Linked DNA regions of Mus musculus: all the other regions are linked to region 6. Evidence: chromatin contacts called from public Hi-C, HiChIP or PLAC-seq and promoter capture Hi-C data. All regions are on one chromosome and are shown on one strand. The core of a region is the stretch at or near the end of the contact, and the rest is flanking DNA. Distances in the headings are between cores, read along the strand shown.

The links. Promoter capture Hi-C pulls out the DNA fragments that hold promoters and counts their contacts. Hi-C and Micro-C count contacts between places; a contact is called where the count stands out from the background. HiChIP or PLAC-seq counts read pairs in DNA pulled down with a chosen protein or histone mark.
Region 1: a contact with region 6 is called in a promoter capture Hi-C map of hippocampal neurons, with 6 times the contacts expected there. The contact joins the enhancer-like site here to the promoter of Ppp3ca in region 6. A contact is called at or near these places in 3 of 39 promoter capture datasets (the 3T3-L1 cell line, hippocampal neurons and second pharyngeal arch cranial neural crest) and 7 of 115 datasets of contacts at active chromatin or transcription factors (embryonic forebrain, embryonic hindbrain, embryonic limb bud and 4 more).
Region 2: a contact with region 6 is called in a promoter capture Hi-C map of hippocampal neurons, with 13 times the contacts expected there. The contact joins the enhancer-like site here to the promoter of Ppp3ca in region 6. A contact is called at or near these places in 3 of 39 promoter capture datasets (the 3T3-L1 cell line and hippocampal neurons), 7 of 484 Hi-C or Micro-C datasets (cerebral cortex, cortical neurons and uterus) and 7 of 115 datasets of contacts at active chromatin or transcription factors (astrocytes, embryonic forebrain, embryonic limb bud and 4 more).
Region 3: a contact with region 6 is called in an H3K27ac HiChIP or PLAC-seq map of bone marrow-derived dendritic cells, with 5 times the contacts expected there. The contact joins the promoter of Nfkb1 here to the promoter of Ppp3ca in region 6. A contact is called at or near these places in 5 of 39 promoter capture datasets (hippocampal neurons, liver, pre-B cells and 1 more), 3 of 484 Hi-C or Micro-C datasets (B cells, cardiomyocytes and embryonic stem cells), 5 of 115 datasets of contacts at active chromatin or transcription factors (bone marrow-derived dendritic cells, embryonic stem cells, extraembryonic endoderm stem cells and 1 more) and 1 of 9 other capture datasets (adipose tissue).
Region 4: a contact with region 6 is called in an H3K4me3 HiChIP or PLAC-seq map of stem cell-derived neural progenitor cells, with 46 read pairs. The contact joins the promoter of Slc39a8 here to the promoter of Ppp3ca in region 6. A contact is called at or near these places in 7 of 39 promoter capture datasets (the C10 cell line, the SN4741 cell line, cranial neural crest and 4 more), 3 of 484 Hi-C or Micro-C datasets (B cells, Th1 cells and colorectal tumor organoids), 15 of 115 datasets of contacts at active chromatin or transcription factors (astrocytes, bone marrow-derived macrophages, cardiomyocytes and 9 more) and 2 of 9 other capture datasets (liver and macrophages).
Region 5: a contact with region 6 is called in an H3K27ac HiChIP or PLAC-seq map of extraembryonic endoderm stem cells, with 5 times the contacts expected there. The contact joins the enhancer-like site here to the promoter of Ppp3ca in region 6. A contact is called at or near these places in 1 of 484 Hi-C or Micro-C datasets (the N1E-115 cell line) and 6 of 115 datasets of contacts at active chromatin or transcription factors (bone marrow-derived macrophages, embryonic limb bud, extraembryonic endoderm stem cells and 3 more).
Region 7: a Hi-C map of cerebral cortex shows a contact between it and region 6, with 2.9 times the contacts expected there. The contact joins the promoter of Ddit4l here to the promoter of Ppp3ca in region 6. A contact is called at or near these places in 5 of 39 promoter capture datasets (the 3T3-L1 cell line, frontonasal cranial neural crest, maxillary cranial neural crest and 2 more), 8 of 484 Hi-C or Micro-C datasets (Sertoli cells, cerebral cortex, cortical neurons and 2 more), 10 of 115 datasets of contacts at active chromatin or transcription factors (astrocytes, bone marrow-derived macrophages, embryonic forebrain and 7 more) and 1 of 9 other capture datasets (embryonic stem cells).

The regions. Positions count from the first base shown.
Region 1 is chr3:137,645,948-137,649,297 of GRCm38.p6, reverse strand. No RefSeq gene overlaps it. Among named protein-coding and RNA genes, the nearest start is that of Ddit4l, 24 kb to the right of the region's middle. Within about 2 kb of position 1,292, at least 35 of the 459 cell types and tissues checked have an H3K27ac peak or open chromatin away from gene starts, as enhancers often do. A contact at or near this core is called in embryonic limb bud, forebrain and hippocampal neurons, where this site is marked.
Region 2 is chr3:137,560,060-137,563,174 of GRCm38.p6, reverse strand. No RefSeq gene overlaps it. Among named protein-coding and RNA genes, the nearest start is that of Gm4861, 9.0 kb to the right of the region's middle. Within about 2 kb of position 1,849, at least 41 of the 459 cell types and tissues checked have an H3K27ac peak or open chromatin away from gene starts, as enhancers often do. A contact at or near this core is called in cerebral cortex, cortical neurons, forebrain and 2 more, where this site is marked.
Region 3 is chr3:135,689,846-135,693,087 of GRCm38.p6, reverse strand. It overlaps Nfkb1 (nuclear factor of kappa light polypeptide gene enhancer in B cells 1, p105), which reads left to right and starts at 1,541. Exons shown (of 25, transcript NM_008689.2): 1 at 1,541-1,965.
Region 4 is chr3:135,823,772-135,827,243 of GRCm38.p6, reverse strand. It overlaps Slc39a8 (solute carrier family 39 (metal ion transporter), member 8), which reads right to left and starts at 1,587. Exons shown (of 9, transcript NM_001135149.1): 1 at 1,444-1,587; 2 at 554-1,004. The coding sequence starts at 772.
Region 5 is chr3:135,755,387-135,758,723 of GRCm38.p6, reverse strand. No RefSeq gene overlaps it. Among named protein-coding and RNA genes, the nearest start is that of Nfkb1, 66 kb to the right of the region's middle. Within about 2 kb of position 1,758, at least 14 of the 459 cell types and tissues checked have an H3K27ac peak or open chromatin away from gene starts, as enhancers often do. A contact at or near this core is called in extraembryonic endoderm stem cells, where this site is marked.
Region 6 is chr3:136,668,407-136,671,545 of GRCm38.p6, reverse strand. Ppp3ca (protein phosphatase 3, catalytic subunit, alpha isoform) reads right to left here and starts at 1,480. Exons shown (of 14, transcript NM_008913.5): 1 at 645-1,480. The coding sequence starts at 702.
Region 7 is chr3:137,621,622-137,624,990 of GRCm38.p6, reverse strand. It overlaps Ddit4l (DNA-damage-inducible transcript 4-like), which reads right to left and starts at 1,319. Exons shown (of 3, transcript NM_030143.4): 1 at 1,108-1,319; 2 at 718-859. The coding sequence starts at 808.

The DNA of each region.
Region 1 (3,350 bases), core at 43-2,542, 980 kb before region 6:
TACAAAACGTGCTCTTTTCAGTGCACACTGTTTTATTCTGGGCAAGCCTCCAGCCCCTTTTCAGGACAAAGAAAGGGAAAATCAGAAATCAGAGTCTATAAAGAGATTTGGTACAAGATATAAAGAGATTTGGGATACAATAGCTGAGAAAAGATACAGGAACAGCCATTTTGAGGATTTTCTGAAAACATTCATGCCAAGTATAACCCCTGCTTAAAAGAGAAAATTTCCTGAATATTTCCTGTTTGGATTTAGTGATTTCCCTCATTTTGGAAATGAGGAAATATACTTAGAAGTGGATAACTTTTTATTTTTTATTTTTCAGTATACGTGATGTGTGTGTGTGTATGTGTGTGTGTGTGTGATGTATGATGTGTGTGCAGATGCCCAGTGAGGCCAGAAGAGAGTGTCAGATCACCCTGTAACTAGAGTGACCGGTTGGATTTGAAACACCTCTGTAGATTCTGGGCACAGTCAGGCCTTCTAAGAAAGCAGCAAGTGCCCCTACCCACTGAACCATCTTTCTACCCACAGAATTGAATAGCTTTTATTCAATGATAGGCAAACAACTGTTTAAGGTTATAATAATGTAAAAATATTTTGCTAGATTTAATTTGTTGATAATCTCAGGATTTTCTGGCAGTCACTTAAAGTAGGTTAGGCCATTGGAGTCATTCTGTCTGCGGTTGAACCCTGGACCCCACTCACTGGTAGATAATCTGAGTGTACAAAGCTCTTTCCTCATCTACAAAATGTGTAAAACAGCCAATGACTGTTGAGTGTTTATATATGCCAGGCACTAGTCTAAACACTTTTATATTAATCTACTTAAATCATAAATAGCCCCAGTGTGTAGTGTTGTCAATTCTGTTTACAGGTGACAAGATTCTATGTCTATGAGACAAAGTTACTTGCTTACAATGACATAGAAGTGGAGGTGGGGTTGGAACTTAGGGAGCCTGGATTGAGATCTCAGTGGTAAGAACCAATATTGTTTATCTATACCACATATCTATCTCACCGCCCTACGAAGGCAGGGGCAAAATTTTTCAGATCTGTAAGCTGACCATGAAGAGGCTAAATATTGGGCTCCAAAACACAACAATTCATAATCATTAAGCCTAGAGTACGAATTCTAGCTCAAAATGTGTGTTCTGCACTGCCCTTCTGGATCATCTCATAATGCCTTTTGTGAGCAATAGCAGGATAAACTCTGTGAAATGCTGAGCACAGCAGCTGGCACTAAAGAGATGCTAAAAACCAAGCCCCATGTGTCAGCCAAGAAGCCCGCTCTCTGCGTGTGGCTCATGTGGCTCACTGCATTGGATGTCTGCTCAGGCAGAGACCTTGATGGGAGTGCTGTTCTGACCCCATCAGGCAGTTTTATGGGATTTTACTCACACGCCCACCCACTCACAGCTCGCTCGGCCATTCCCGAGGTATGTATTTTTAATGTGTGAACAAGATGTTCTGGTATGAGATGTGCGAGGGGAACCTCCCAGGAGATTTGTTGAGATGGAAATGAAGAAATACCAAACATCTAAAAAAAGATCCTATAATTAAGAATTCAGTTTCTCTACGTATCAAATTTCAGTCATTTTAGAGGGATTACTGGTGTTGCCAGGAGATACCATTTGTCTCTTTGGAGCCATGCTTCTGTACCTCCCTTGTGAACATGCTCACACAGATGACGTGCAGATGGTATATCTTTGAATCTGGGAGCAGGCTTTTCACTTCTAGCTTTCCCCACAATGTCTCACTCACTATGATTTTCTTATAAATTTAAAATACAGTTCCCGTTTGAAACGCCATTTTGTTTACAGTCCCAAACCACAAGTTTAAAATCAGAATTCGGATGGGTTTGCTAACTCACTCCTATGTGCTGATGCTGGGAAATTCCAGCTTGATCTGCATAGTCTCTCCTTTCTCTTTCTCTGCAGAATGCAAGTTCAAAGCTGACTTTGAGACCTTGAACCCATGACAATGTACTTAACCCAGCTGCACCCCAATTTCCTCATTTACAGAATGAGGATAGATAGTAATTTCTATGCATTCAAATTAAGCAGTGAAGATGAAGGCCCCAGCATGCTGCTGTGTATTCCTAAGCACTTCAGGGCAGCTATGCACTTCAGCCATTAGTATTCTAATAATCTTAAGAAAGTATACAATTTCATCTTTCTGATTTGAAGTCATAAATAGTCTACAGCCTTACCACCAGGAAGCCATCAACAGCTGATCATTACTGCTCTAAAATTCACTTTCCTTCCTATAGCTCAGTGGTTTTCAATCTGTGGGTCATGACCCCTTTGGAGGTTGAATGGCCCCTGTGGTGGTTTGAATATGCTTGGCCCAGAAAGTGACACTATTAGGAGTTATGGCCTTGTTGGAGTAGGTGAGGCCGTCTTGGAGGAAGTGTGTCACTTTGGGGGTGGGCTTTGAGGTCCTTTTTCTTGCTGCCTGGAAGCTAGTCTTCTCCAGTTTGCCTTTGGAACAAGAGGTAGAACTCTCAGCCCCTCCAGCAGCATGCCTGTCTGGACGCTGCCACGTTTCCTGCCATGATGATAATAGATTGAACCTCAGAACCAATAAGTCAGCCCCAATTAAATGTTTTTCTTTATAAGAGTTGCCTTGGTCACTCTTTACAGCAATGGAAACCCTAAGACAACCCCTTTGCAAGCATCACCTAAGACTATGGAAAAACAGATATTTACATTACAATTCATAACAGTAGCAAAATCACAGTTATGAAGTAGCAACAAAAATAATTTTTTGTTAGGGTCACCACAAGACGAGGAAGTATATTAAAGGGTCTCAGCCTTTGGAAGGTTGAGAAATGCTGCTCTAACTGAATCAGATTGTGTCTTTCTTTCTGGGATTTCAGGAAGTGATGTTCTGGAGTACAGGGATAACATATAGATTGGTATGGATATGTATTTTAGGGAGAAGAGGTTCATACTGAGATAAGCAGGGAGGTCATACAATGGCAATGGAGAAGAGACCTACAAAGAGTTTTAACACAGGAAATGAGGAAAGGTGGGAAGAGAGGAAGATTTCAAAGCAAACGTGAACCAAGAGTCTTGCGCGCGCTCAACTGGCCAGGAAGAACGACGCTGCAACAGGATCCTTCTGCACACGTTTATTGGGAGAGCTTGATTGTAGAGGCGAAAAGACTTCGAGCCCAGAACTGGTGCTGCTTTTATAGGCCTAGGAGGGGCGTGTCTCACACCCGGATTGGTTATGCACTAAGCCTCATTTGCATGTTCCTCATCTGATTGGCTACTCTCTCTCAGTACCTTACAGAACCTCATTATCATACCTCATTTGCATGTCTCACATCTGATTGGTTATAC
Region 2 (3,115 bases), core at 600-3,099, 890 kb before region 6:
TTTATGGTGTAATGTGCAAAGGTTGAACATCTCCTTTAACACACTGTCTTGAAGTCCGTATGCCCCAGTGCTCTGAGAAATGTTATAGGGGACGAAACACTGACTGGTTTTCTTTGATGGTCTTTTGCTGCAAAGCATTGGCTTCCCTCACTTTAATCAAACCCTCTTTCTTCTGCAAAGTGTCTCAGCTCTGAAGATGCAGCAAACTACTTTATGAAGAAGGATTCTATGTAGCAAATCTTACAGATGAGTGAGTGAGAAAGTACACAAAAAGGAAAAGAAGCAAGAAGAAAGTGCGCATGTCTGGTTGGTGACCCTCTTGAAGTTGTGAGTCAGGGAAAAAAAAAAACTAAGAAAAAGAAAGAATGACAATCTGCTATGTTTTGACCCTAAATTATAGATATACCTATGTGTTGTTATGATCCTTTATCATATCAAATATTCAAATCACAACTTCCGGTGGACCTTACAAACTAATTATTTCTGGTGGGCCAGAACCAGCTGGTGGCTGGTCAGTAAATATGTATGTCAGAATACAGATTTACTGACTAAATGCATGCATGCATGGGCATCTTTGTATGTACTCTTTCAGTCATTAAAAATACTCAAGAACTGATCCAGAACCCTGACCAGCACAGGTACTCATTTCTAAGTTTGGGGCTAACCTTTAATTTATTTTATTGAATGCTGGTGGGGGGATGCTTTGCTTGTGCAATTTTAGTTGCACATAATACAATATCAATCTTTTTTATGTTTGCAAGATTAAAACTTTTTTTCCTATCTGGTTAATTATCTCCTTAGAATTTAGTAAGCTTGGCAGAGGCTGCCCTTTGGGGCTCATTAAGCCAAATTTCCACTTCAGGATTAGAAATGCAGCAAGAGGAGAGGACAGATGCATTCAGAGTCTGAGCTGGGAGCCCGCTTTGCTGAGAGTGCTTTGGATGCTCTGACACTGTAAGGAGAGAGCTGCCTTTGCACTGGGGCAAGCAGGGATCTGGAGTATTGGCACTAGCTATGTGGTGCAGAAGAGAGCCACCTACGATGCCTGGGATCCAGGCCTCAGGGCATTGGATTTCTGAGGGATGAAGAGCAGAGTCAGAAAGCTTAATGTTCTGAGCAGGCTGTCCCCAGCTTTGCTGGAGAAAGGGGCTCAGTTACAATTCCCTCTGGGTTGAAATCTGAGTTTTGATGGAACGCAAACTCTGTGCTGCTGTGTTAGTGCTGGGAAATGTTCTAGTCTCTAGGGTATTGGGATCTAAATCTTTCTACCAACTTGAAAGTCTCCCAAGAGTTTATGGAGTTGGAGGAAGAAGAGGAGGAGGAAGAGGAGGAGGAAGAGGAGGGGGAGGAGGAGGAGAAACAGCATACAAAGCCAGGAGGTTATTCTATTTAGACGCGACAATGACTCATGCTAGTTTGAAAATAGAATTTATAGTTTGCTGCCTTATAAAGGGGACTTTAATCTTCTGTGTAATTTTCATAGTTACTATTCTGTGAACTTCTTTGCAAGCAAACAGAATTGTTTTGCACCTGGATACAAAATGCCCCATGTCTTGAGAGCATGGTAACATGCCACTCTCTAATGAAAGGCCAGTTCCACCACAGGGAGGTCCATTTCCTAATCACAAAACAACTGACTTGTCATCCTTTCTTGGTCCCCAAAGACTGGATTTAAAAATGCCTCAGTGACCTGTCATTTTGCAGTTTTCGACTGTGTGGTGTGCAGCCGCCATATGAGGAATTGTCTCATCCTTTAAAACTGTTCTGTTTACTCGGGCTCTCACTGAAAGTGCATCTCCATGGGAATTTATGGAGGCTTCCAGCCCCAGCCTGCTGCCCGCCTCTCAGCTTTGGCTTCTCTGCAGGTTCCTTTTATTGGTTTTTGGCAGGTTGCTGAGGGCATATGTTTTACACTTTGCTGCTCTGATTTGTGAGAATCTGCTGACATCCAAGAAAGTGCTACGAAAACCTGTTGCTCATATCCAAGGATATGTGTTTTATGGCAAATCCACAGAGCTCAAGTTTCTTGACAACACATCTTATTTATGGAGAAACAAATGCAGACAGTATTGTACAGGGCTGTGGTGCCACCCTTCTGAGAAGACCTTTGGCTGTGTGTGTGTGTGTGTGTGTGTATGTGTGTGTGTCTGTGTGTACGCGTGCACATGCACAATGGGGCACAGGTTTTGTTTGTCTCTGTGTCAGGCTTTTGGTGAACATTTCCTCTTTTATGTATTTTGGAGAAAGTTTTCCCATTGCTGCCAGCTGTCATTTGCTAGCATACACCATATGCCAAAAACCATGCACTGACTTTTTACTGGAAGATTGCAAGAGAAATGTTACTGCCTCCTGCTGAAGAGGGGAAAAAAAAAAAACAAAAAAAAACAACTAAGGTTTATTGGAGTTAAGCAACATTTGCAGTGTTTTATGGACCAATGAAACCAAGGTGCAAAACTTGGTATGCTTTGCCTCTGAAGTTAATGCTTTTATTCCCCATAAAAGGCAGGAGATTATTTTTTTTTGTATTTTTAATGCTATTTTAAAATAAATTATTAAACTTGCACAATATCACATAGATCCTGTCATGATTCGACCTCACTTCTTCCCTCTATAGACTCTAGACTAGTCTATTTTCAGTGAGGGGTGACTTTGCTTCTCCAGGGAAGACTTTCCAAGGTCTGGAGCCATTTTTATTGACACGTTGGGTAAATGTAGAGCACATGACACCTATTGGGTAGAGATAGAGGGAGACAGAACTTCTGCTTAGCATTCTGGAACATACACAGCTCCTCCAAAATGCTAGTCCTGCTGGGGCTGAGGTGTTTTGGAGGAAAAAAAGTAATAAAAACAGGAAATAGTCTTGATATTGTACCATAATTTTAGTGATGGTTGGGAGATTGTATTATCTGTTCTAAATACTTTCTGCTATTTCACTTTTACTGGGGTTTTCTACATGGTAGAGTTATCCCTTGGCTGGCAGTTTGTTTTCTTTGATGAAGAAAGTATAGGAGCAGATTAGATCTTCCCAAGATTAGGAAGCCATTGTGTGGTGTTGACATCCTTTCCGTGAGCAGATCATGAGGCTCCAGCCAGAGCTGCCTCCACTTCATCTAAA
Region 3 (3,242 bases), core at 292-2,791, 980 kb after region 6:
CTGCTTCCCACACAGGCTTCTGTTTTAGGTATATCCCATGGGATCATTTGGAGCTTGAAGTTTAACTAGATACTTCTTGCTGATGAACAGTCTTCAACTTGTGTTCTAGTAGTATATCCCATTGCCTCTACCTTTGTAACAGTCTTATTTATGTGCCTTTGACAATGGGACTGCCCCACCTTGCAGACTGTAGAGTTTTCCCCATCCCACCTAGTCCTCAGAGGAAAGACAAACACTTTATACTTTGTTGTTTCACCAGAGCTTTCAGGCTTTGTATTTATATCATCAGGGAAAAGAATCATTTTATATACTATATAGCAATGTGCTAAATAGTAACAAGGACACAGTTCTTGCCCTCTCCCCCTCCCCCTCCCTCTGTCCCCCCCACCCCCACTCTCTCTCACAGAGGTCTGTGTTTGTCACTTTCTGTCACTCAGCGCTTGGCTTTGTTAGTTATCCAATGAGTTCCAGGTCCAACTGTCCGCTGAGGTTACAGATACCCCCACCTGCAGGAATGCTAAAGATCCCAACGACCACTCTGTTGAGTCATTTCCCAGGCCCGTAGGTTACAATTTCTAATGTCCCATAAATAATAACAACCATCGTTGTCTTCCATCTATAGGAAGCCTCTGAACTCTAGATGGCAAAACGGTCTCTACAATTTAATGATATAGCTTTAAGGTTGATTACAGGGCTCTTTAAGGTCACTTAAAGACTCTCTAATATACAGTGTGGGGGGGGGCACCTGTGTTTCCCTCAACAACATCCCACTGAGAGGGTTTTTTATAACTTCATAAGTGGAACGCTGAGCGGAGGGTTAAGTACCAAAATAAAACTGCATGCTCACTACCTGATTGATCCCTGGCCTTTCAAAGTTGTATTTCCACTTGAACTCAGTAGTGAGACCCCCGAACTCTAAAATAGGTTTAAGTCAAAACTCACTTGGGAGCTACCTAGCCCCAGGCTGTCATTCCTGGCCCATGGAGGCACTTTGCCCAAAGAATAAAGACGCTCAAATGCTCGCAAACGGTCATCAGTGGGAGGCCTCTCCAGAAAAATAACCTCCCTTGAGCCGGATAAGGATTTATGAGCTGTGAACCAACACTGCGGGTCTCACTGTCGCTCTAATTCCATCCACAGCGATGATCACACAGGCCGGACAATGCGCTGTGGCTGAAATAATCGAGCGGATTGAAGACTTCATCCAGACCCAATATAAATTCATGGTTCTCTGGAGAGAACCTCAGCTACGATCTCGAAATTCCTGTCCGCTCTATGGAGCGATCTGAGTGTAGCCGAGACCCCCAGAGGAGGGAACAAGCAGATGAGATTGACTTTTGTGCCCAGCGCGTGGGGACCAGGCCGGTCTCCCGTGGCCTCCAGCTGTCCGGGCCTGCCCTTGGGCTGCGGGCGCCTCCCGGGGGCGTCGCGGCCGCCGCGGGGCTTGGGGTTCGGGGCGCCGGGTCGGGGCGCGCGGGCTTCCCCCACCCCCGGAGGCGACCCCACCTCCCGCCCCCGCTGTGCGCGCGCGCGTGGGTCCGTCCGTCTGTCTGCTCTCTCTCGACGTCAGTGGGAATTTCCAGCCAGGAAGTGAGAGAGTGAGCGAGAGAGGACGAGAGAGAAGTACCGAGGCGAGCCGGGCAGGAAGAGGAGGTTTCGCCACCCGAGCAGCCCGGCTGCGCGCTGACGGCTTCCCGTGCCCTGCGCGCCCCCGGCCTGCCGCCGCCGCCGCCGCCGCCGCCGCCCTCGGCCTGCTCGCGGGCCGGCTCTAGCAGCGCAGGCCGGAGCTCAGGGCCCCGCCGCGCCCGGCCCGCCCCGCGCTTCTCCGCCCGCGCCGCAGCCATGGCGCGCCGCTGAGCCGCCCGCCCGCCCGCCCGCGCCCCGACCCGGCTCGGGCTCCCGCCGGTCCGCGCCGCTCCGCAGCGGGAGCCCGCAGGCGAGGAGAGGCCGCGCCGCATCTCCAGGGTAAGCCCCGGGGCAGGTAGAGGAACGGAGCCGCCAGCTCTCCGCACCACGGTGCAGCGGGTCCCACTGGCTCGAAGCTCCCGGGGTTCGGGGGGGGACTAGGGGAGAGCCCCAAGCAGGAGTCGCGGATCGAGCGGCCCCGGCTGCGGGGAAAGGGCACATCCGCACTGGGCGGCCCCGAGGCCTTGCGGGCCGGCTGGCGGGGCCCTCGGCGTCTCCGCGGGCGGGAACGGGAAGCGGAGAGGAACTCTTGCAAAGTTTTAGAAAGATGTACCCAAGCCCCTGCGGCGGGGTTGGGGTGGGGTGGTGGCGGCCAGGCTGAGGTCCGCCACCGGCCTAGGACAGATAGAAAGGTGCTTGGTGCAGTGCACAGCCAGATTTCACCAAAGGGCGGTCAGTGAAATGAAAGCAGAAGTGCCTGTCAGTCCTCCTGGCTGGCAAAGCCCTTCCCAGCTCCTAAGAATCAGTCCCTCGGGAGAACCTGGGGCCCACTTACCAATCTGAGATAGACACCCCCCCCTCCCCATACACACACATATCATGCATTCAGCTGCCAAATCTCAACTTTGATTTTCAAAATAATAAGGAGGGCCTCACACCGATTCTCCAGGGCTGGCATTTGAGAGAGAAATTACCTACTAATAGCACCTTTCAGACTTTTGATTACGGGGAAACTCTAGGATAATGGCACCATGTTTTGTGCCTGACCTCCAAAACAGAAAACGATACAAACATGACGCCTCTGCTACATGTAGGCTTCCTTCGGTCTTCTGAGACAGACACCAATCTTGGCTCTGTTTATGGGTCGAGTCTAAAACTTAAGTGGGACAAATGATAAAAAGATTTCATCATCTAGATTTAATCTGTTTTGTTTTTTTAATGAACTTTTAAAAGTAAAGGCCAACACTGCAGCTTTCTAAGTAAGCATATTTAACTAAAATTTTTGTTGTTTTAGGGCTGAGAACAACTTGTGGTGTTTATTAACATTTGATGGCTATGGCATCAAATACTGGGGCTCAGACTGGTGGTTAGTACTAAAGATGGAGATGGTGATAGAGTTGGGTGGCTTTCTAGAGGACTCTTCAGCTGATTGTTCTTGGGTGGCAAAAAAAAAATGCATTAATGTTCGTCAGACCTTAAAAAGAGAAACTTGATTAAAGTAAGGTCCTTGCTGAAGTGGGTTTTTTTCCCCCTGATTTTAATATTGCGCTTTCTAGAGATGGAACCTCTTGCTGTTTGATGCACGAAAAAAATATGTAAATTATTTACATCGAAGT
Region 4 (3,472 bases), core at 338-2,837, 840 kb after region 6:
AACACATGACATGACGTGACTAGAAAATGACTCCAACCCCAGGCTGGCACCAACTGAACCAGTAATCACGGGGTGATCTGAGTTTTAAGGTGTCCACAGTTTCCCCATCTGTAAGGTGTGCTGTTTCAGCCCTAACGGCCTTATGCAATATTCACAAGAGTGTTTTTAAATGGGAGTGGTCACTCACCCTGAAACTGATAAGGACCGCAGGTGACAGGTTCCTACTGCTGAATGTGTAAGTTAAGTAAATGGCTCTTTCCTTAAGAATTAAATATACCATTCCTATCTAAAGTTCATATCTTGGGTGAGTTTCCGCCCTCAACTACTTCGTAGACCTATCCGTTTTTCTATAGATCAACAAGTCCTCTGGTAGCTCAACTTCTCATTTTGGCTTGCCAGATCTCTAACTCAAGTCCCTTAATGCCCGGTGAACCAACCGGTGAGGATCAAATGACCGCTTCAAACTTGAAAAACTTCACGAAATCCTTTCTCTGGTGCTACTGCTCTGGGGATGGGAATCTGAGAAAACTGCAGAGAACGGGGCCACCCTTACCTGGTTGAAGTGCAGCTGGCCCAGGTCCAGCGCTCCCTGCTGGGATGCAGCCCCCAGACGCTCCAGCAGGCGCCCCAGCTGCGCGGCCGACAGGCTCCGGTTGGCGCCGAACACGCTCAGCACATCCTCACTGAAGGCGAGCTCCGGTCCCTCCGAGGGGTGTCCCAGGCTGGTGGCCGCCAGCAGCAGCAGCCCGGCCACTGCCCGGCCCGGAGCCATCGTGGAGCGCGCAGCTCCGGAGCTAGCTGATGCAGGGACCCGCGCCGGTGCCCCGGTGTCAGTGCCGTTAGGGTGGGGGTGGGAGGGTGCGCCGGTCCCGCGTCACTGCCTGGCCCAGTTAGCGAGACACTCCGTGCCCCCGCTCTGCAGTCTCAGACCTTCGGGGCATTGAAGAGGTAGAACAGCCAGAAGGGCGATAGGCAGTGTGGCCTCTCGGAGCCTCCTGCGGAGCCTGAGATAAAAGGAACAAAGGGGGACAGAGATAAAGGGCACTGGGTCAGCAGTCTGCGGGCCCCAGAGCTCTGAGTGGCCAGAGTCTCGAACTCCGAGCCGGGCGTGGGGCCAGCTGCCCGGAGCCTGGTTTGCTGAAGCCCCAGGATTTGCTTACAGTGTGGTGACTCTCGCTTGTCCCGGATATAAAGCCCCAACCGCGCCACACTTCGGGGAACTAAATCCTCTGACTGTGCAACCCCAACTCCTCTTCCTGTCTTGAGGCTTTTTTTTCCCGCCGCAGAAACGTGGAAGGGTCGGGACTGAAGCTCCCACCCCCCAAAAATCTGCAGAGAAACACTCCCTCGGGGTCCCCAGGTTCCCGCGTCTACGCTGGACCCTCTCTGCACAACTGGCTGTGAGCTTGGCAAGTTGAAACGGAGAAGTTGCTAGCCTCTCACCTCTACTGTCTATGTCAGCCCCTGAGGTTCAAATATATTCAAAATACTTCTCTCTCTCTCTCTCTCTCTCTCTCTCTCTCTCTCTCTCTCTCTCTCTCTCTCTCTCTCTGTCTGTCTTTCTCTCTCCTTTCTCTAAGAAACTCTGAGATCAGGCCCTGCACCCTTTAGAGATAAGAAGGGGAGGGAGAGTGTTGTCCCCGCCCCTGAAGCACGTGGTGTCACACTCCCCCAGGCTGATCTCCCAAGTGCGTCCACGCCGGGGCGCTTACCTCTCTGTCTGCCATCCCAGCCGCTGTGGTGCCTACTCCCTGGAGCCCACCTCCACGGTGGGATCCCTAGCCCCCTTCCTGGTGTCCCGGCCCACTTTTTTGGTGACCTCCATGAAATCAGCTTCCTGCAACGGTGTCTAGAGCCCCTTGCATTGTCTCAAAAATGAACAGGAATTGGTTTTTTGCCTCACTTCTTAAAAATCAGAGGAGAAAGAGGAAACCAAATCAGTCGCAAGTTGGTGGGCTAGCTGAGCCAGCAGGGGCCTCGCGGGCCCTTCCTGACGCCGCTCGGGATATCCGCAGATCACAAGGAATGTTTATTTGCTCAGACGAAGGTTCAAGAAAAGCTGAGTTGGGTGTCAGGTCAACAAGTTTGTGTAAAGTGAATGTGGTGTTTGGGGACAAAGGTTGTGTCCGGTGGATGAAACGATCTAGAAATAAAGAAATAAAGTGAAACCCGCTCGGCTGTCAGAAAAAGAATTCAAAGTGCTGTTCATGCCTTTCAGGATGGGTGTGTGTGTGTGTTTTACCCTCCTAAAAACAGCAAGTTTAAAAACAGGCAGACAGCTAACAGAAAAACAAGGTAGAAGGAAAAAGAAACTATTACTCATAAGAAATTTGGCGCTCTCCCTCTCTCTTTCTCTCTCTCTCTCTCTCTCTCTCTCTCTCTCTCTCTCTCTCTCTCTCTCTCTCTCCCCCCCCCCGTGTGTGTGTGTGTGTGTGTGTGTGTGTGTGTGTGTGTGTGTGTGTGTGGCAGGAGGGGGGGCGGGGGCGGGGGTGCTGGATTCTAGGAAGATGGGGGCCTAGGCAAGAACAACAGAAGGACTTTCCTGTGATAGAGGTGGGGATATGTTCCGTCTCACACCAGAGGCATTAGGCAGCTGTACAGGGCAGCTGCCAGGAGGAAGTTTTCTGCATAAGTGTGCCAAGCCTTAATGTGGAGAATAATTTCTTCATGACTGGAAGCAATTCAGATCAACAGATCCCAGGTGAGAAGCACTCACCTGTACATGACAAAAAGCCCTGCCTTGAAAGGCAGTGAACTAAATGATCCTGAGGCTGGACTCTTTCCAATTAAAAAAAAAAAAAAATCTGTCCGATGTTGGTATTAATTTACAGAACGGTACTGATGCTCAAAGGGCAAACCTCTCACAAAAGGGCCAAATGTAAGTTGATAGCACAAAGGAGCTCTTGCATCTACCCAGCTGATAAGTTTCTGATTAAAAAAAAAAAGTCTCTTCAACTTTTTAGTGGAGTTTTAAGTGTAGTATATTGTCTATTTCTCCCTTTTTGCTTTAGTGACAAACGAGCAAGTGGCTTCTGAGCACGAGTGGATCCTTTAAAAGGCTGGACTCCTTATCTGGCATTAAAGCCCTGGGAGGCCTTTGGTCCTGTGGAGGCCTGATGCCCCTGTGTAGGGGGATGCTAGGGAGGTGAGACAGGAGTGGGTTGGTGGGTGGGTGACCGAGGGGAGGGAGGGTGGGATTGGGGTTTGCAGAGGGGAATCTGGGAGAGGAGACAAATTTTGAAATGTAAATAAATAAAATAACCAATAAAAAAAGAAAGCTAGAAGGAAAAAAAAAAAGGCTGGCCTCCATCCAAAGGGTGGTCTCTTCTTTTCAGGATATCCACAGCTAACTCTGTGGATAAAAATGAAGTGCTGAGCTGTTTGGGTAGTGGACAAGTGCAGCGAATGAATTTTCAATAATACAAAGGTTACGTTGTGGATTTCTTTAGGTATAATTTATTTGACAGCCACT
Region 5 (3,337 bases), core at 509-3,008, 910 kb after region 6:
CCTCCTCTGATTTGTGTAGGGTGATGTGAAGACCATCATTTTGCTCCATCATTCCCCAAAGTGCCCGTCTTAATCCTTTGTAGTGAAATCAACCTTTTGATTTTTATTATTTCCTGCCTGGGAAGGTTACTGCCCTCCTCCATTGCTAACTTCTTTAATTATGCTAGATTTACTTTTTTATATTGGGAGGTTCATCAATGTGTTCAACAACTGTATACAATCCTGTTTATTGTGCGATTTCAAATTTCAGTTTTTGATTTCATGGCATTTTACTGTAACATGCAAAAATCAATAAGGAGCCAGAGATGACTCGGGTTAAGCAGTAGCATAATTTCTAGTGGTATCGATCAGAAGGAAAATCTAAGTGAAGATCAATTCTGCAAGCAGAAATTCCTTTGATACAGGCATCTCATTAGAGAGGAACACTCAGACACAGTTTATAGCCAACTGAAAGTCTTCATGTCAGCTAGCTGAGACGACACTTAAGTATTTGGGACCCAAGTACAGCACCAAGTGTTTAGAGTGAGGGGTTGTTTAAGGCAAAAACTACATCCTGGTGTCTGTCTCTGAAGCTGCAGGGGGAGGTTGCACAAGCAAGCAGTTTCATGGAAGCTAAGATAAGCAGTTAGCTGGAAGAGGAAGTTTGCACAAACAGACAGTTTAACAGAAGATAAATAAGTTAGCTAGGGCATCTTGACTTTAGGTTCCTAGATTAGAGAGTTAGGTTCTATGAGGCCTCCCATCCAGGAGATCAAATTCTAGTTAAATCTAAAATGGCCTCCACAAGAACACAAGATAGATGAATCTCTGCATGGTCTTTCCCTGTCATATCTTTGTAAATATCTTCGTGTGACTCAAAAGCACCTCCAAGGAGATGAGAAATAGTTTATTCTAGACCAGATACAAATGACCATGATCTGGGAACACAAATTTAAGTCACCCTAAATCCCATTTTCCAGTGCAGAAACAGTATCATAAAGGTTTTTCAGTAACCGGAAAAAAAAAAATGCAAGTCTTAAACCAAGACACTTTTAAGTTCATTGGTAGAAAACATTAATGAGTTAAAGCAGGGCAGGAGAAATGTCTATTATAAGCCTCAGATGCTGTGTCATGATATTCAAACCCTGTGAGTTGAGGGGTAGGTGTCAATCTGCACAGCCCAAAAAATTTAACCTAAAGGTAACAAAGCTGTAAGGTACAGAGGAGAGTGAATACACAGCTGTTAAGAGCCTAAAGATTGCCCAAGATAATTTGGCTTTGGACCTGTAACATTCCAAGCTCTTCACAATCAATGAAGTTCTCACCAGTTATTTAGTGTGGAAGGTGTAGATTCCTTCCAGAAACTTCTGCTTACAAATACTATAAGCAATCTGGCTTCCTTATTGCAGATTTGTAGCTTTATCTGGGGACTATCTGAATGAAAAGTTGGATAGCAAACGAGAATTCCCTACATGGTAAGGCCTACCTCAGAGGATGTTATGTTAGAAAGGAGTATTCAGTGTCACACAGAAGCACAGAAGCAAGGTGAAAGTGATCTGGCAAGGTGATCTCTTTTTATAAAAAGGGTGTGCCATATTCCCAAACCAGGACACTGAGTAGCAACATGGCTCAGACTGTCTCTGTATTTTATGCCTAACCAACAAGGATGGTAACAGTTCCTCACTGGCGAAGGTTCAGCCTCACAGTTAGAAAGCATCAAGGACAGGGAGAGGACTTTGTTTGCAAGAGAAACAACATTTAGCTGTTGAAGCATTTCAGGAATTCTACACCTGGTCAAACAAGCTTATCTAACAAAGGACTAACAAAAGGGTTTGTAGGGTAATGGGAAAGTAAGGAGAAGCAGACTCAGGGCCTGTTTATAAGAAAACAAACGGCTGGATCTCTCACAGTTCTTCAAACCAATTGGCACAGTTCACAAAATATTGTGTTGTGATTCTCCTTAAGCTGTAAAGTGTTTACAACCAAATTTCTTTTACAATAAAATTTTTGCAGCTCTTCTTATATTGCACCACCTGGCCAAGTTGTGATATTTTAAATAAGATTGTCATAGGCCATAAATGTGTGTGTGTGTGTGTGTGTGTGTATGTGTATGTGTGTGTGTGTGTGTGTGTGTACTTAGAGGGAAAAAAGGGAAGGGGGAAATGATGTAATTATATACTTCCAAAAGTAAAAGAAATAGTTCTTTTAGACGATTGCCATAGAAACAATTGTAGGAAGAATTTAAAAGGAAAAAAAAAAGTAGTCATGTGTGTGAATTGGGCTGGGAAAAGGGTTCACACTGACTGCATAGATGAAAGAAGTCATTCAACCTACTCAGAAACACAGCATCCAGGGTGGGAATGTAGGATTTCAACTATGGTTACAAAATTTTAAGTGACCAACCAAACTCAAAGGTTTACTAACATGTGCAGTTTTAGGGTTTTTCTTGTTTATTTTTGTTTTGTTTTTTAATCTTCCAATCTATGTAACATTTACAAAGGAATGACTGCATAGCTCTTTGCCCTCTCTGTCTTATTCAAGTCCTAGTTGTCTATTTCATTTCATTAAAAGACTTAGACACTACTATTCCTAAGAAATATTCAGGCACTATCGTGCCCATGAAGAAGTGTCTTCTGGAAATGGCACAGCTGATGTAATTGTGGATGCAGAAGCGATGGCTGCCTGCACAAAAGGTAAGTGAGAGAAGCAGGAGTGGAGTGGTCAGGAAGAAGGGGTTTGGCCTGCAGGGGTACAAGGGGATGAAAGAGGATACGCAGGGCTAAATCAGCTCACAATACATTGTAGACATGGAGAAATGACAAAATTAGATTTCTAAGTGTTAATTATTAAATAGTTGCCTATACAAATAGCTGGATTAAAAAAAAAACTTCTTTGATCTTTTCTCTCACACGTATTAGGTAATTCTCTTCTGAGTTAAGAGTCAGAGGAAGGAGCAGAACTATTAACCATTCAACTGGAGAAAGTAAAAGTTTTACAAGAAAAAGAAATTTACTAGTATGCTAGCATTTTCCCAAGAAACAGCAGTAATGCGATGTACGCAGGGAGAATGATGTTAACCTTTCAGCTTACATTAGGAAGGCCAATACTGTAGAATTCTACAGATTACGTTATGAGGGTGGAAACCTAAAGGAGTCAGGTCTACAAGCTGTCTGCTCCCAGAATTCTCTCCTCTTCTAAGGGTAGAGAGTTATCTGTTTCATTTAAGACCTTCAGCTGGTTGGATAAGGCCTGACTGCATCATAAGGTGGAAACATCTACAATACTTGACTAAATACCTGAGCACTGTGGACTAAGCTACGGTGGCATATAAAAGTATTTATCATATGCAGACAAATTA
Region 6 (3,139 bases), core at 231-2,730:
CCCCGGTCCCCCCGCCCCCGCGGCGCGCGGCAGCCGGAGCTGGGCTCCCCCCACGCTCTCCCGCTCTCTCGCGAGTCCTGTGCAGGCCCTTCCCGCGGAGGGGGAGGGGGCGCCCAGGGAACTGCTGCAATGGAGCGCCTGGAGCAATGTGCCGGGGCGAGCCAGTCCGCGGCAAGCCATGGCCACATTAAAATGCCCTATTAATTTTTTAAAAGCCATAAATCACCTCCCCTCCCTCTACAAAGAGCAAACCATAAACCCGATCCCATGCAAGCCCGCGAGCAGCCACCCACTTCCTATTTCTGTCACAGCAGCTACACCCTGCCAGCAGTCACCCCCCCCCCCGGGCGCCCCCTCCCGCCACCGCCACCCCCGCCACCGCCTCCCAGCCACTCAGCCATTTGCCAACTGCTGCCCCCCGTCCACGAAAACAAACAAATAAATACATAAATAAAAATAAATGCCCCGATTAGGGCCGGGTGGGCGGTGTGGGGGCAGGGCGCGGCGAAGGAAGGGATCGCCTCTTGCAGGAGATCCTAGAAGGTCCCCGGCGCTAGCCGGAGAGGGACGACCGGGGCGGGGGAGGGGAGGACAGTCGCCTGCGGCACTCGGTGCACCCCGGGCCGACGCGGCGCTGCGCTTACCTTTCACCACCCTGTCGGTCGTCGACAACTTGGGATCAATCGCCTTGGGCTCGGACATCTCCAGCCACCGGGAGGGGGGGACAGCGACGCGCTGCTCGTCCCGTCCGACTGCACACCCCGACCGCACCGGCGGGCCAGACACTCAGCGCCGCCGCCGCCGCGCTGCAAACCGCTCGGCTGGAGCTCTGGGCTCTGGGCTGGCTCGAAAGTTACTGCCGGCTCCGCGCGTCCCTCCTCCGCCGCCGCCGCCTTCACTCCTCCTCCGCCGCCGCCAGCCCCGCCGCCTCGCTCCGGGCTGCGCGTGTGTGCTGGTTATTTATTTATTTTCTGAGCACGCCTCCCGGTTCTTCTTTTATTCTTGGGGACGGGGCGGGGGATGGGGAGGAGAAGCACACGCGAGCACCCACCCCGGCACCGACACCGGGCGCCGCGCAATGGAGCCCCCACGCGCGCACACGGTCGGGATTAAGACCGATCACATGGGGAGGGCCGGGGGCGAGGGAGGAGAGGCAGGGCCGCGGATGTCAGCGCCGCCAGCCGCGCCTCGGCTTCCCGGTGCTGGAGAGGCGGCTGCCGCTGCGGCCGCCGCTGCTTCCCCACGCCGATTGTCGCCGGGCGCCGCCGGGGCCGCGGCAGCCGTAGACGTCCCGCCGCCGCGCTCGTCCGCGATCCTCCTCTGCCTCGCGGCGCCGCTGCTTCTCCACGCACAGGCAACAGCCGCTGAGCTCGGTGGACACAGTCCGGGGCACAACCTCGCCTCCGCCGCCGCGCCGGCCGCCGCCACCACCGCGCCCGCCTCCGCCTCCTCCCCTTCCTCCTCACCGCCCCCGCCTCCAGCGCCCTGGCCACCTCCTCCTCGGGGTCCGCCTTAGGGCCCGCCCCACGTTGCACCTCGCAAGCTCATTGGCTGGAGAGCGCGTCCCTCATCGCTAAGGCGGTGGTCTGGGTGACCGCCCCGCCCCCTGCTCTGTTTTCTTCAGGGTGCCAGTCAGTCCCGTGGGCCTGCTGCCTCCACCGCCCTGTGACCGCTCAAGTGTCACTGGAGTGGGCAGGGAGGAGGGAGGCTGGACTGGGAGTAGGGGCCGGGAGGAGCTGGGCTGCTGCGTGCCCCCGCGCCTGCCCACTCCCGAAGTCCTGCACACACTCCCGGGTGGGTCTCGGCCGCTCCGAGTGTGTGAGTGGCCCGCAGTAGTGAGTTCGGAGACCGAGGAAGGAGGAGCGCCGGACGCTCCCGGCCGCGGCGCAGCTGCTGTCGCTGCCGCAGCTGTCCAGGGAGGATCGCCAAGGAAGGCGACGAGTAAACAGCTTACCTTGGGGAGGCAGCTCTGCCTGAGCTAGGTGGACGGGGATTACTGATGGTGGGGTGGTTAGGACGCGTGCACAACTTCACGGGAAGAAACGAAAGTGTGTTTGGGGCGCTGCGGGACGCGGTGGCTGGCTGGCTAGCTATCCAAGGTGGATGGGAACAGACTGGAGCCTATGCGACCCTGGCTGTGCTCAGTGACCCTGGATGCCCTAGGAGATAAGAGGAGTCAGAAAGACTCGGGAGAGGTCGCCTTTTCCCTGTTCACAGGAGCTAGCAGTCACTGGTGGCGATAGGTGACACTAAATTTCTTCCTGTTCCTTCCAGTCAGTCACTCAGTGATCAAGATGCATGTAGGGCCTTGGCTTGTTGCAGTTTCTCACAAGTCCCTCATAAGAAGGAAAATAAGGGACCGTGTATGAAATGCTCTTCAAAATATCTTCTGCCTCCTGAGTTCCAGGACAGCTAGAGCTATACCGAGAAACCCTGCCTCGAAAAAACAAACAAACAAACAAACAAAATATCTTCTGGGCACAGCCCTCCCCCTGGCCTACCACAACCCCAAGGACCAGCAAGGAAATTATGAAGAGAGCTGAATAAATTTCTCACCCTTGTCCTTCCTGTTTTATTTTCAAATTCCTTCAGTATCAGGGTTTTCGTATTTCCTGAATTGGACTGTAAGCTTAATAAAGGGCCTACAAAAAGGTGTGGGAAGCTGCTGGAGGCACACTCCATTAGTCCCAGCATCTGGGAGGCAGAGGCAGGAGGAGCTCTGTAAGTTCCAGGCCAGTCTGGTCTACAGACTGAGTCCCAGGACAGCCAGGACTGTCTTGGGAGGGGGCGGGGGGGGGAGTTTAGGAAGCTAGGAGATGGAGCCAGGAGAACTGATCTGGCCACAGGGATTAGATGAAACTCAAGTCCAAAAAAATACAAATTTAATAGCAAATTGGTGGCTCTGGGGCATGACAACTAGGTAGCCTCAAGGATTTTAGGACAGAGGATGTGAGAAGGCTAGCCTGCCAGTCAAAAGGAGAGATGGAGTGGATGGTCACATCCCATCCGCAAAGGGAGGCTGCCCTCGTGGCCAGATTTCTGCTGCTAAATTTGCCACCTCTAGGGTCCTTGCTTTCAATAAGATCTATATAGCCCAGTGGAATTTTCAGGGAACATGAAATTATCTACAAGAGGACTC
Region 7 (3,369 bases), core at 70-2,569, 950 kb before region 6:
TAAGCCACTTAATATATGCTCACACCACTCTTCCATAGTTGAATAGTCTGTCAGATTAGAAATTGACGTTTCAAGTTGCAAATGATGATTCCTGTAGAACCAGGGCTGTTCAAGTTTTCTTCTGACATTAATGCACAGTGGGTGCATTTCATAATAGAATCTTACTTAGCAACGAAAAGGAACTCACTGATGAGGTAAGTGTATAACTCTACAACATCACACGGTGGGAAAGCAAACCGAACTGAGAAGAGCATATACACTTATTATTTAACATTCTAAAAGCAAAACTAACGTGGTAACAAAATGCCGAAGGATGGTCTTCTGGAGACGGGAAAGAGAAGGATTAGGTGGCAAACAGAAAAGGGAGAATTTGGGGGGGGGGGGGGAGGGGGGACGGACGTGGTGGTGCTAGCTACACAAGTAAGCGCATGTCTTTAAACACACCCAGCCTGTACACTTAATGTTCCAACCATGAGATAGGGAACTTCATCCCCAAGAGCCTCTTAGCAGACTGGAACAACGCATTATTCCCCTTACGTTTGTTTTTGGTGGGCAGACAATGCAAAGGAAGTTTAGAAAGAGATCTCAGATGGGTTTCATAGTCCTCTGTGTCTCTAGGAGGAGATGAAGTCTCGCGCACTCAGGCAGGGACGCTTACACTAGAGAGGGGCCCCGCAACCTTCGGATAGGAAAGAGGTGGACAGCCCAGAGACTCACCACTTAGCAGACTCCCAGGGTGATAGCCACCGTCCAACAACTCTGAAATGCTGGCCGGGTTCTTACTGCTCAAACTGCCCGTTGCAACCATGGTCAACGGCTCTGTTTCCCTCGCGGAGCAGAACGGATCTTTCCCTAGGCGCTGGGAGGAAAAAGTGAGAAGTTTGCAAAAGCACGCAAGAAGTGCACAGGCTCCTCAGAGTCCCGGCATCGCCAGGGCGAACTAGCCCGGGCACTGCCCTTCCAAAGGGAGGGACCAGCCTTAGCAACTCAAGTTGACAAAGCCCTAGGAGCGGAGGCGCCAACTAAAGCCAACAGGCTGGAAGTAGCTGGAAAGTCAGCACAACTGGGAAGCGACCCTGCCCTATCCCGCCTCCTCGGGTCGCTCACCTGCCGGATTTCACCAGACGCTGAAGGGTAAACCGAGGCAGGCGCCCCTCAGTAGTCCGAAGCTTGGACAGTGGTCCCCTGCACAGTCCTGCAGCAAGCCGAAGGCTGCGGGCCACCGCGCCCACCAGCACAGGCTGCACCCGGCCGCTCCGCCTCCCGAATGGAGAGCGCTTTATAGGTCCCGCCTCTCCTCCTGGCCGGCACGCCCACCTGCGCCACTCGCTCGGGCCCGTGCCCCGGCCCGCCCCTGCAGGGTCAGGTCACCTTTCAGTTCCTTCCCAGGCAGGGGCCCAGGCAAGCCCCTGGGAGTTGGTGATCAGCCTCGCCTTGGGCGGACACCTGCTGCTTCCTGAGTTGGCCACTGGTCACCCTGAGTTGGCCACTGGTCACCCTCCTAAAGAGCATCTCCCTTCGGCCACTAACCTAGATTCTTTGGCGTGAGCCCCTGCCCACAGCTTGCCTGCTTCCAGGCTCAGACTGCTCAGGTTTTGGCTATGGAACTTTTCAAGCAGCTAGAAGCTCCAGGTCCTGTTAGGCATGACCCAAAACTTTGCTGTGTCATTCTGAATAAGTATTTGGCTTAGTTGACACTGTGCTCTGTGAGCATCCTTTATGCCCATGTTCTGACTCTAACCCATCAGCTCCAGTCCGCACCCAGTCTCCCCGCAGGTGGTCGGGATGTGGTAAGGGCTCTCTAGCTTCAGCTGCACTCAGGAATCAATGGGGCATCTTTGGGGATACTACATCTGTGACTAAACCGTTTTTCTCCGCGGCCAGGGCGAGCCTGGCCCTGTTCTAAGACCTGGCTTCGAAAGGCACAGAACTTGAATTGAAGAGGGCCAGTGCCAAGAAACTAAACAAAACCACTAACAGGATCTCAGTTGCCTGCTCCAGCCGCAGGATAGTTAGGAGCAATTGCCATTCCCAGAAGCAAAAGTTCCCGGTGGGCTTGTTTGGGAAGAAGTTTAAGCTTTAGTGGTCTTTAAAAAGCTTGTGGGGCATGAGAATAAAGAGTTGTCCTGCTAGGATAAGCTCTGCGACTCTTTCCGGGGAGTCTTGAGCAAGAGGGAACAGAGGGTCTGGGACACCACTAAAAGCACGATGCCAAACGTTTTCTTCTAACTTTACTAAGCCACCCTTCCTGCTGCCCTGCGCCAGTGGCACAGGGTTTGCAATGGGTGGGCGTTCCCAGCGAGGTTGCTGAGGTTGCTGAGATGGTTGAGGTGGATCAGAAAAGGAAGAGACCGAGATACTTGGGGTGAGGGTGAACCTCATTCAAGGCCAGGTTCCAGCACCACTCCCGCACACTTTGGGTCCCCACGTGCAAGGAAGGACCTGCAGGTTAGGGCCTTGAGAAGTAGGATCCGCTGTCCAGGCTAAAAAAACTCTCAGAAGGAAAAACAACAACAAAAGTGGTAAAGAGAGTGTGATAAACAGATCAGTGGGAGGACACTTGCAGGCAGAGCAACAGAAACTAAAGCCAGCTTGAAGGTCCATTTTTAACTCTCCCGAAGCAGCTGCACTGCTCAAGGTCAGGCAGGCTCAGGCACGGGATGCTGATAGGCTGGGGAAAGCAGATTTCCACTTCTATTTTAATAACAAAAGTGGAAAACAAGCAATCCCATTTAAGCCGGTTAGAATGGGTCCTTTAGCTGCTACAGAGCCGCTGGTCCTTATCTAGTCAGCCTTGTTAATGACAGCTGCGTCCTCCCTGCTTCAAGGAATGTTATTAGTGTTATGATAGTAAGTGATCAGAATGGACGTGGGTAGAATAGAGAAAATGCAGCATTTCCACTCGGGTATTTAGGCATAATTCATACTTCCACCGGGACAAAGTTATAGAAAGTTCTAGAATGTGGTATTTACTTTTGGCTCACCTAGCTACAATTTTATATCACTCTCTGGGCTTTTATCTCAGAAGGCAATTTACCCATATGCAAAAATTTCAAATAAGAGCATTCTTTTTGACTGAACGAGTGATGCTATCAGGAAGCTTAGGGCAGGAGGAATCAGGAGGTGTAGAGCATATACCTGCAGTAACCGACAGAGATTGTCTTTCTTAAAGGTCACCTAACATGATTTCAAGCCACATGCTCTCACCAACTTCTATCTTTGCATCTAAGTAGATGACTTAAGAAAATGAAATATTTTAAGGATTCAAACAGAATCAAGAAAAACCAAGACTACTGTATTAGTCAGGGTTCTCTAGAGTCACAGAACTTATGGATAGTAAAGGAATTTATTGATGACTTACAGTCGGCA